Regions from separate parts of the Mus musculus genome. Here region 1 is linked to region 2. The links are chromatin contacts, called in public Hi-C maps. All regions are on one chromosome and are shown on one strand. Each heading gives the region's core, a stretch centred on a gene start, on an enhancer-like site or on the middle of the called end of the contact. The rest is flanking DNA. Distances are from core to core; before and after follow the strand shown.

Evidence for each region. Hi-C and Micro-C count contacts between places; a contact is called where the count stands out from the background.
Region 1: a contact with region 2 is called in a Hi-C map of the N1E-115 cell line, with 6 times the contacts expected there. The contact joins two enhancer-like sites. A contact is called at or near these places in 1 of 15 datasets of contacts at CTCF or cohesin (pro-B cells), 29 of 484 Hi-C or Micro-C datasets (the N1E-115 cell line, cerebellar granule neurons, cerebellum and 12 more), 13 of 115 datasets of contacts at active chromatin or transcription factors (acute myeloid leukemia, embryonic basal ganglia, embryonic forebrain and 6 more) and 3 of 9 other capture datasets (adipose tissue, liver and pancreatic islet).

Annotation. Positions count from the first base shown.
Region 1 is chr2:146,198,880-146,204,933 of GRCm38.p6, reverse strand. Cfap61 (cilia and flagella associated protein 61) reads right to left here. Exons shown (of 27, transcript NM_001369121.1): 26 at 4,134-4,224. Among named protein-coding and RNA genes, the nearest start is that of Insm1, 20 kb to the left of the region's middle. Within about 2 kb of position 4,068, at least 2 of the 459 cell types and tissues checked have an H3K27ac peak or open chromatin away from gene starts, as enhancers often do. A contact at or near this core is called in the N1E-115 cell line, where this site is marked.
Region 2 is chr2:146,048,025-146,053,992 of GRCm38.p6, reverse strand. The region is part of intron 17 of Cfap61 (cilia and flagella associated protein 61); the gene reads right to left. Among named protein-coding and RNA genes, the nearest start is that of Gm34629, 48 kb to the left of the region's middle. Within about 2 kb of position 3,707, at least 9 of the 459 cell types and tissues checked have an H3K27ac peak or open chromatin away from gene starts, as enhancers often do. A contact at or near this core is called in the N1E-115 cell line, where this site is marked.

The sequences.
Region 1 (6,054 bases), core at 2,819-5,318, 150 kb before region 2:
GCCCAATCTTTCCTGTTTAAAGAGTCAGCCCTCTGCAAACAATGTTTTGAGTTTCCATCTGTGCTCGCTCTGTGTATGGCTAGCATCCCTTCTTTGACCCACTTTCTTGAGAGGGCATTCATTCAATTTCTACAGACTTGTGAAATTCCCAGTTTGCTTTCTGTGCTGGCTCCTAGTTTTACTAGGTAACTGGTTAAAATGGTTAAAAATTCACGTGGTGCGGTGTGGCTATTTTAACGTTCATTGACAGGTGCTCTGTGGCCTTGACTGTCCTATCCCGGAGGATGTTCCTCTGAAGATAAGAAGAAGGTGTTTTCTGGCGCTGCTGAACGGCTGCCCTGTGCACTGGTGCTGGCTCCATGTGGTTCACAGCCCCATGAATGTCCTCTTCCTTCCTGCCTGAAGCCTGTTCTAACCATTGCTCAAAGCGATATACTGAAGTATGCCATCCTTACTGTATACACGTTTTTTTCCCCTTTAGTCTGTCAGCTTGGTTTCAGGTATTTGGGGGCTGTCATTAAGGGCCAGAGGAATTTGAGGAGTGATTTTTGATGAAAAAAAAAAAAAGATTTGACTATGGCCAGGGAGTTGTAGGCTCCACTCATAGATAAAACGTGATGCTGGTGAATTTATCATTAACAACTGAAATACTGAGGATGCTATACTTAATGTTTGAGATCCTGCAGTGTTTTAAAGATGGGCTAGAAAGGGACAAAAAATGGGTTAAATATTTTGATGTTTAAGAAAAAGAATTACTGTTATCCTCTAATGTATCTACTGTTTCCATTTTTCTATTGTCAGACTCAAACAAAATTTCTGCATGTCTGCCGGGTCATCACGTGTCCTGTCAGGCTCAGGGCTGTAATTGTCACCCCCACTTCTATCGGGTTGTGGTGGCATTAGCAGAGCTGTCCTTTGCCACCACGGGCTTGCACACACTCCTTTTCCACACATCTCTTCTGACGCTCTTCCAATGTCTGTCTGTCTGGAGTCTTGTCTGTGGTATATGAAGGTTTGCCCAAAGCTATCCTAACTTTGAATAGCAGTAGGCCCCACACCACATACCACCTCTCCCTGTGGCTTTCCCAACTGATGAACAGAAATGCTAAAAGCAAGACGGTCCCCTCTGAGTTCTTCCGCTCGTCTCTCATGGAGGCAGGCTGCATTCTCTGGCTAGAGACACCACAGAAATGCTAAGATGCCTTTAGAATGCATCAGCTCAGGCTGAGTATCCACTCCTGCCTGAGTCGGCATAGGAAACAGGCTGGCAGCCAATGTCAGGCTCTAGATGGACATTTCAGGGAGCCGTGAGGAGTTCTGTCAAACGTGTTGCATGCCACCGAGTTTAACTGCTTCTTTTTCCTTTTCCTTTCTTTTTTCTCAATAATTGATCCAATATTGATGCATCACCACGAATGCCTTAGTGCATTTCTTCAGCATCTTATGGTTCTCAATCTCCCTGACACTGAGACCGTTTAATACAGCCCTTCATGTTGTGGCGGCCCTAACCATAAAATTATGTCATTGCTACCTCATAACTGTAGTTTTGCTACTGTTATGAATCGTAATGTAAATACCTGATATGCAAGAGATCTGATCTGTGACCCCAAAGGGGTCGTGATCCACAGGCTGAGACCCACTGTTAAGCAATGGTGTGATGACATGGTATCATATGGAATAGTTCCACTGCCCTAAGGTACGCTCTGTGCCTCACCATTCACCCAGCCTTCACTCACTCCTCAAATCCCTGGAAAATTAATGCTTTAGGAAATTGCATTTTATTAAAGAAAATACAGTCTATGGTAACAATTATGCTAAAGTACTTTTTAAAAAAAGCGCCCTGCTTTCCAGTGTTTACCTCAGAAACAGGCCGGTAACAAGAAAGCACTTTGTCTATCCTAAGTGCCGTGCAAAGTGTTAACCAAGGAGCTCAAGCATGCGCCGAGAAAGCATTGTGGGCTCACCCGGGGTCAGATGAGTCTTTGCTTCAGCGATGGCACTCAGCAGATCAGCGTGAGAGGAGGGAAATGTCCTAGAGATAGTGAGCAGTAGGTCTGTAATGGTGGCTCAGCTCTCAGCCTGAGCTGACCTCCTCCAGGCTCTGGGACCCATACCCATTGCTAGTATATAGTTGCCCCCCCCCCAACCCCCATACCACAGGTTTCACCAACAGATCTAATGAACTAGGGATCAAACATACTTGGGTAAAAAATTACATCTGTATTGTCAATGCTTATGTGATTCTCACCCCCCTCCCCGTTATCCCTAAATGATGTGGTTCAAGCTCTATGGTACTTTAGTAGGTGATTTAAGTAATCTAGAGGTGGTCTAATGTGTGCTGACGGATGTGTAGGCCCTATGCAAATACTGCTCCATTCTATATGAGGGACTTGAGCTTCTATGTGCTTTAGTGTCCTTAGGGCTACTTACATTGGGTCCAGGGAGTGTCTATACCTCCAGTTTGAATGACTTAAGCATTGTCTGACTCTCCCATTTACTCATGTTGTTTCTCTTTCAAGGCCATTGTGGGACTGACCGGAATAGCCATGCTTATGGGAATTTTAACTCCTTAATGTAAATATTCCCTACTAACATTGACTCCTGGGCTTCTACCTATGAAGGCCCTAAAGCATGCCATTTTGATTTAAACTTTATAGTTATGCTTCCAATCTGAGTCTGTTTCATATTAGTGCATTGCCTACATTTGGGAGCAAGCTCCTGGGGAATTGTATTGGAAATCAAGAGTAAAGACATGGGAGGCAGAGATTTGACTCTGCCCTACTCTGGGCCTCCATTCCCGGCTGGCGAATGAGCATTGAGTCTCACGCTTGTTAGCCAGACTCCTGCATAACTAACCTATGGTGGGTTATTTCACTTCAGTTTCTCCACTGGTGGAAAGGTCTAGGAAGCACAGGGTTCGGTGAGGCGATGTGAGCTGGGGCTAGAACATGGTATGGGTTACAAAAAACGACTTCCAGGCTGGAGAGATGGCTCAGCGGTTAAGAGCACCGACTGCTCTTCTAAAGGTCCCGAGTTCAAATCCCAGCAATCACATGGTGGCTCACAACCATTTGTAATCATATCTGACGCCCTCTTCTGGTGTGTCTGAAGACAGCTACAGTGTACTTACACATAATAAATAAATAAATCTTTAAAACAAAAAACCAAAAAACGATTTCCTCTAAGCTGCCCAATATGGTGGCTCTGCCATAGAACCTGCACGGCTGTGGATGCTTCTAAATGGAAGAGACAAGAAGGGACGTAGGAACTGTTCATTCAGACATCAGAATGTGACAGAAACCAATGAAGGCCCGGATATTCAGAAAGGTTCTGTCTGTCTGAGTCAGGTGGAGCCTGGGATGGATCTCTCACCACCCTGAACATAAACACTAACTTTCCTCGGCAATGCTAAGGGCTTCAGTATCAAAAGAATTGCTGTGAAGTTTCATAAATACATCCTGATTTCCACAGAGGTATTTTCTGAGCATGGCACCTCTCAGAAAAGAGGCCTACCTTCTGGATAATTTTCTATCATCTTGATATAGACGTTTTAGTTATAAAATTAGTGTATTCTGACACTTGGGTGGGTTCTCTACATTTTTTACTTTATTTGTATGTGTATGGGTGGACAGAGTCTTGTGTAACTCAGGCAAGTGTGGAACTTGCTATGGAACAGAGAATCACCATGAACTCCTGAGCCTCCTGCTTCTACTGCTGGAATGATAGATATAAGCACACAGACACACAGAAACACACACACACACACACACACACACACACACACACACACACACTCAGCAATAACCGACAGAAAACTAAAGAGATGAGATTTCCACTCCTCCCAGCAGGTAAAAACAACTCATATCTAGTCTTCAGCCATCATGAAGAGGAAGACACAGCTACTTGTAAAAAAAGGACGCAAGAGCAGTGTCCAGCAAAGGGTTTAAGGCAAGCCACTCCTGAAACATTGCTGTCTCCATTTATAGACTCCAGAGTTTATCTAAGGCAGTGCAGAGGGACTAAGAAACCACTACGAGATGGGAATGTAGGGGGAAAAGTCCAAATGATCAACGGCTGTCAACTGCTTACAATTTGCAAGGAATAACACCCACATGTCCACTAATCACGCTTACCTGCTTGGAGATTAAGATTTGGCGCAACTCTTTCTTGAGATCAATAAAACGATCGTGGAAGAGGGCCATGCACCACGGCTCTGTGAAGTAGCTGGTGAGAGAAGAAGAGATTCAGTTAGCCGGCAACCCTCTCATTACCACTAATAAAGTATTTACCTGCTTTTTTTGCCTTGATAAATTACAGTTCTGGCCCCATTGCAATCGTTTGCTCATAAAGAGCCTCACAGAGCAGCCTGGCCAATCAATGTTTTAAATGGATGTTCCTGATGGAAGGCCAGGTTCCATAATTACATTTAAAGTGGTTTAATTCAGAGCCGGGGCAGGACCCAGTGAAGAATCCTGATTTTTATCAGAATTTAAAAGCCTGAAGACTTGTAAAGAACGGCGTCTCCATTATCTGCCCTCATTTGAGAAAAACAGATTGCAGGATTGACTGGACTGCTGCACGAACAGATTAAATTTGGGTAGAAAATAACACAAATGTTGTTCATCATTAAGGTTTCTGGATTAATAATGAGCAGAAAGCAGGCCACCTCGGTGTTGCAGCCTGGCCTCTGAACGGCTGGCTGATGCTTAACTGAGCCACTCGCAGGGAAGCTGTGCTCTTGAGTTGAGATTCACTATGAGATTTACTGCCTGGCCCCCAGAGGCCGAACAGAGCACATTTTACATGGAGGATATGGCCCCCCATCCCCTTAATTCACAATGATCCAAGACAAAAGTTCTTGGAAACTGAATACATTCTTGCCATAACCAAGCACCGTTACTGACGTGCTAGCCTTTCCTTTATTGTAATGTGAAACATCATGGCGTAGGTAACCCACCTTCCTCGGGCTCTGAGTCAGCCTGAGGCCACTGTGTCACTCTTCTCTGTCAGTGAGTTTTCCACCTCTGCCACTGTCTGTGGGTGCCATGGGTATGCACACAACAGGAAAAAAAATGGTTTCCAGCCAGAGGAGCGACAGAGGTAGAGTTCCCCAGGGCTATCATAGGCACCAGAAGATGAAGGTAACCAGGGTCTGTGTTTCAGTCCACACGGCACCCATTTGTGACATGATTCCCTGGGTTGCCACCTGTAGTTTATCCATCGTTAGTATGCTAATACTATCTATCCTTTGTCCCCAATGTCCCTACCATGCTTCCAGGTACTAGAAAAACTGTAGGGACCCAAAAGACAGACATCCCTGCCAATGTGGAGCTTATATTCTTGAGATGACTAAGGAAGGGACAAAATAGAAGACTTTCTTGAAAAAAAAATAAATGAAGCAATGGCAGAGTAGAAACAGTTGGAGAAGAGGGTGATGAAAGGTTCAGTTCTGAGGCGGTGGCTTAGTGAGCAGAGACCCAAGGGAAGGGCGAGGGAACCTCACAGAAACCTGAGGGAAAAGCACTCCCGGGTAGGAAGACAAAGTGTGAACTCCTGGAGGGGGGCAGGAATGGCCCAGGCTCACCTGGGAAGGTGGGACAGAGAGCCACAAAACTGGGGTGACAGTTTAGAGGGGATGGATGGATGGGTTACCCCTAGCAGAGGTATCTGGTTGCATCTGCCATAGCATTATTCCATGGGTGCATACCTTGGCAACTGCACACAGCATGCATCAATCAAGTGAGTGTCCAAGGACTCTGTGCACATTGCATTGTGACTGTTTCTGACTGCTGGCTTTATATAGTCTTTCACAAACCTACAATGTGATTCTGTTAAAGGAGGCTAAACTCTGTAAAATGCCCCCAAGATAGGTAGTATTGAGAAAGGGGGAATGAGTTGGGTGTGTTGGGGGCAAACCTGTAATCCCAGCATCTAGGAGCTCGAGAGAGATCAGGAATTGTTCAGGGTCAAACTGGGCCATAACATGAGTTCATGGCCAGCTTGCGCTACATAGTGAAAACCTATCTCAAAAAGCTGGGACTCAACAGCCGTTTA
Region 2 (5,968 bases), core at 2,458-4,957:
AGCTCTGTGACCGTTCCCACAAGTCCTGAGGGCCCCATGCTCACTTCATTCCCCAAACACCTCACCTCACCTCAGGTTTCTCGCTCAAACTCGTGTGAGGGTCATGAAGAAGACCGTGCTCCTTCATCAGGGGCAGGGCCAGCTCCCATCAGTGGAGGACTGCTTGGCTGTGCCAAACAGCTAGGTGATACAGGAAGACAGCCACAACAGATTGAGGGAAAAGACGTGTCTCAAGGCGCCCTGAAACCCACAGTCAACTGGGGCGCGTACTCATGCGCACATGCTCACTCACACGACGCTCGCCCATCGGTGGTGGTGAATGGGTTTGTGTGTGCTTGAGAAGGCGTGTGGTGGGGGAGGATGAGCACACGTGCACATAAAAGCCAGGTGTCACCCTCAGGTGTCACTTCTCTGGCACACTCACCTCATTTTGCTTCTTTGTTTGTTTTTTAACAGGGACTTTTTCCCCACTGGAACCTGGAACTCAAGGATTAAGCTAGACTCCCTGCCTGGCCAGAGAGCCCCCCAGAGATCTGTCTCCCTAAAACTCAGATACAAGCGCACGCCATCATACCTGGCTTTTGTATGAGCTCGGAAGATTGAACTTAGATACTCATGCTTGAATGCATGTACTTGACTGTACCGTGTCCTCGGCCCCTCAACACCACAGTATTTACACAGAGTGGCCAATTAGAGACAGTGGGGTGCTGGGGCTGGTTTTGTCTATTTCTTCTTTCCAGAAACCTGTACTGAGTTTTTTGTCATGATATTTTCTTTGTATCTGTAGCTCTAATCACCCCCTTTGCCATTTTACTGCACCTCGTATTTTAAGATACCCAAAGTCAAGCCAGCAGTAGGCATTGACAATCTTTACCTCCCCAAGAGCAAACTCTAAAGAAGCCACTGGGACACAAAGACCAGCTCTGGCCTGAAAGCATCATATAGATGCCCTCTCTGCCTCCCTCTTGGGTTCATATGGATATCTGCAGCCCAGTCTCCCCTAAATGCTGCTTCGAGATCAAAGGAAGCCTGTGTCTGGGTGGATAGATCAGGTACAGGCAGGAGAAAGTGGATTTTAACAATATTTCTGCTTTAAAAACACAGTAACTGAAACTTCATGAGCTGCACAGTCTCCCGTGTATGAATGAAGCTTTCTCAGAGTACCAGAAAAAATGTCAGGTACACTCCATTTCCCTGTTCTTAAGAGGAACAGCATTTTACTATTTCGTAGACAGAATGCTAGATCTAATCTAAAAATGAGAGATTGCAAAATGGAGCAGTCTCTGGGAAGACCCAGCAATTCCACTTCCAAGCTATACAGTGAAATGAACAGATAGACACACACACACACAAAGTACGTGAATTTTCATAGCATAGTTATTCACCAAAAGTGGACACAATTCAAATTTTCAACAGCTGAATAAAAACAGAATATGACATTATCCATACAATATAATATTTAGCAGTAAAGAGGAATAAAGTATAGACACGTGCTACCGCATGGGTGCCCTCATGAGTGAAAGAAGCTGTTCACCAAGTATCATGTGTTGTATGAAATATCCCAAACGGGCAAGTTCAAGGGACTGAAAGTAGGTGGTTGATAGAGATTCCAAGTAGGAGCAAGGATAAGAGAGAAAATACTAAAAATGTAGGCAGTGGTGATGGTTTTGTAATTCCATGAATGTACTAAACTGTGGCTTGTAAGGTATTTCAGTGACTGATCTCAGTTATCACCTGGGAGATGGGCCTCTGGACATGCCTGTGGGGACTTTTTTGGATAAGGTTAACTGAGGTGGGAAGACCTCCCCATTCTGAGTGGTACCATTTCCTTGGCTGAGATTCTGGACTAAATAAAAAAGGAAAAGTGAGATGAACACAGGTGCTCATTACAATTGCTTCTTGGTTGAATATGCAATGTAGCCAGCTGCCTGCAGCTCCCATGGCTATGACTTCCCCTTCATGACAGACGTGCAATGGAAAAGTAACCAAGACATACATGTGTGTGTGTGTGTGTGTGTGTGTGTGTGTGTGTGTGTGTGTGTGTCTGTGTGTGTCTGTGTCTCTGTGTCTCTGTGTGTGTGTAGATCTACATTCTATTTCTTGAACTTACCTTTTATTTATATCACACTAAAGTTTTGTCGAAGGGTGACTGAACCACTTATTCTGTGAAATGATGAGATTTGATGCTAGTTGGTAACGCTCCTGAGATACTAAAAATCGGTTTCACAACTTATTCTCATCCTTTTGCCATCCTCTCATGGCCTAACTCCTAAATACCACCCAGCATTTGTCAGTTGTGCCGCTAGCTCCTCAAGTAAACCATCAGGCACTCCTGTGATAGGCTAAGAACACTGCTGAGCACCATTCAATATAGAGCTGAATCTTGAGAAGTTTGTAATATAACCACCATATGGGATCATATTTTTCTTCTTTCCATAGCAGCTGCCACCACAATTCTGAAAGGCTTGTAACAGCATGCTGATACAACACAGAGGGAATTATAGACACCCTCCATCTATTGATGTCTCAAAACAGGCCTAGCACACCAGTCTGGCCCAGATGTCTGCTTCTCCGCAGCCTCCTCAGCCAGAGTTAGGCTGGTGCGGGATTGACACTAAGAGCAGAAACCGGCTAGAGTTGGGGGTGGGGGGTCCTGGCAAGTCTGTGGATCACATTTTTGATTAAGTGGCTGGTGTTAAAGATGTGAGGGATTAAAAAAGTTTAGTGTCAAGCTGTCTACTTTCTGTTTGCTAGTTTCCTAGAATGGCCGTGGCGTCAGATTTACACGTTAGTTAATAAACTCTGCAAGTCATGGCTAAGAGTGAGTTTAGGCAATTAGCTGCCTGGTGGGAAGATCTGTCAATAAACCAGCCTTTGAACAAGTCACCCCCACCCGACACACACACACACCCCTCTATGAGGAAGATGGTCACAACAGTAAGTGCTGGTGTGACAGGTACATAAGATGGGTTCACAGGAAACCACCAACCAGATCTCAGCAAACAGTAACCACAGGAGGGATGCCCAGCATCACTGTCTGAGGGAAAAGACTTGTGAGAGTCATGAGGACAAACCTCGGATCTAAAAGCCATTCTGATACCTGCATACACACAGCACGTTATATTTAACTAAGGAGTGTCAGAGCATTGGGGAAAATGACACAGAAGGTATATTATTTGAGAAAAAAAGAGCCCATGAAGGAATTTACACAAATTTCTCTACAATTCATAGAGGAAAGGGTTCCCCGCCATTCTAAGGAAACGTATTTCCCAGGAGTAGCATGAATGTGTAGGAAGAGGCTGAGAACAGGGCTGGAAAAGCCAACTAGACCCCTGTAGTGACTGAAAGTAGGTTTGTTTCATGTCCAGGAAACTTCACTGTGGTGATATTAATAAGGATCAATGCATAGATGGTGCTGAAAACCACAGGTTTACAATTTTAGAATCATCTCCTCAGGAGATAATAAAAAACTGTGGATTTTGGTTGGCTGGTTGGTTGGTTGGTTTCTTTGTTTGATTGTTTAAAAAAAATACTACATACTTCAACCACTACTATGACTAAGGGAAGTCTGACTACTGTCAGTGAAAGTCACCACGTTTAAGGAAGGGACTGGGAAACAATTACTCTGGGGAAAACCTAGCAGGTGCTGGGAGAATAATGCAATTTCCCAAGGCAGCAGATGCCCAAGTGCAACAGGATCCAGTAACCGTCCATCAGATGGTAATTATAGCTGGACTGGGGAAGAGCAGCCCAGATAAAAAGGGGCAATTCAAAGGGTAACTGAATGCCAGCCAGTGACATCTTTCTGAGATCACGTACCAGGAAAGGGTGGGCCAACACTTAGCTCTGGGGGTGGGGGGTTAGATACACTGCTGTTTTTTCTTGTACAAGGACAAAAGGAGATGTGGAGAAAACAAACACAGAGAAATGGAGGCCCCTAAAGAAGTTAGTTCAGATTTCAGCAGACTGTCATTACAACCAGAAGGGAAAAAAATAATAATAATAACATCGGCGCTGAACGCTCTGAAAGCATGGTTTCTCAGATGGGGATGAGAGCATACCTTCATTCTGTGACCACTCTAAATCAGGACAAAGACTATAATTAGAATAGACCATGAGAGCTCTTGTGAATGATAAACACAGTGGATTCCAAGGCGAATTTCTGGAGTTTAGCATTATAAATAATTGTTAACCGTCACAAGAGGAAGCTCAGGAAGCGCAGACACTCCAGGAACTCTACAGACAGGTCTCTACAAACTCTACAGGTCCAATCCTAGCTAGCGAGTCGCAGCTCCTACTATTCTTCCCCCTCCCTCATCCACCGCCATTAACTCTGTAAGTAAGGGGCTGGGCAGATGGCTTTACAGAGGACCTGGGTTCATTCCCCCAGTACCCCCACATGTAGGCTCCCAACTGTTTCTAAGTCCAGCTCCAGGGGATCCAGCACTCTCTTCTGGCCTTTGAAGGTACTGCAAGCATATGGTACACAGACATACATGAAGGCAAAATACCCAAATGCATGAAAGTTAAACAAAAAATTGATATATTGCCAGGTGGTGGTGGTACACGCCTTTAATCCCAGCACTTGGGAGGCAGAGGCAGGCAGATTTCTGAGTTCGAGACCAGCCTAGTTTATAAAGTGAGTTCCAGGACAGCCAGGGCTAAACAGAGAAACCCTGTCTCAAAAAAACAAAAAACAAACCAAAAAATTGATATATTGTTAAATATACTGGCAGCTTTCCCAAGAGCAGTGACAGTAACAAAGTCAACTCAAAATCCCTCTAGGGTACAGACAGGAAAGAAAAAAATGCCTTCTCCACAGACCTCCAAAGTAGGAGAAAGGCAACTTGCCCAATCTTTAATTGGTTTGTCTGCACAACGAACTCAGGCAGATAGAGAGTATTTCTCAGGATTACAGTGCTATGGTAAGCTATGGCGACCCATCTAAATGAAAGTTTGTGACAATAGCTCAGAACGTAAATGCACACGCCAAGATGGCTCATTCAAACTGGATGAGAATCTTCCAAGTCTACTGTGTGGATTATGGCCTTGACCAGGAAAGGCCTCTCTCTTACCCATGAGTTCCTAATGGTCAACTATAGAGTTATTATTGTGACTCTTGGGGGCCAACTTCTAGGTGTGATGAAGATGAAGGCATTGAGGTGCTTTCCTATGGTCTGCTCTGGAGTGAGCTGTCTATTAATAGAAGCCACTGGGAAGGTGCATACCCAAATAAGGCAGAAGCTCTATGGCCTCAGGGTGGGGAAGGGTAGACTCGGAGGGGAGGGAGAGCGCACATTGCCTTCCCACACAGTGATGAATCCGAATCACCGCTGTCTTGTGCCAGGTTCAAATTGGCAACCCACGGAGATGAAAGGCATTCTATCCCATTACTCATGCCTGGGGTGATCTGTCCCCTTGAAGATTGGCTTCCTAGGTGAAAGCGAGGGACCGACAGCTACTCAGAGATGCTCTAAGCAGGATAAAAGGCATGAAAAGCAAGTGGCTGGAGAGAAAAGACAGCAGTAATGCGTGGAAGCTGATGCACGTGGCCAAGGGATGTGAGGCTTGCAGCGACACGGGAACTGTGTGAGAAATGGCGCTTATCAGCCCTGCGTGCTTCAGCCACGGGAGTTCTGTCCGCTCTTCTTGAACACAGGGGTGCTAGGAATACATTGAAATTCCTCCCGGAACAATCCTATTAAGCTCAACGTATCTCAGACAATTGTTTAAAGTGTTAAACACATCTAAAATGTTTTTTAAAAGAGAGAAAAAAAGCCTTCCACATAAATCAGCGCCTTATTTTGAGTATCTAGGTCCACTCCGTGAGGGGTCAGTTACAATGTTACTGATCCTTTCCGTTTTCAACATTATTACTCCAGTGTAGTGCGGCTGCTGCGTGGTTTGTTTGTGACAGTGCTGGGCATCAAACAGAAACCTTTCCCACAAGCGTTCTTCCACCAGGCTA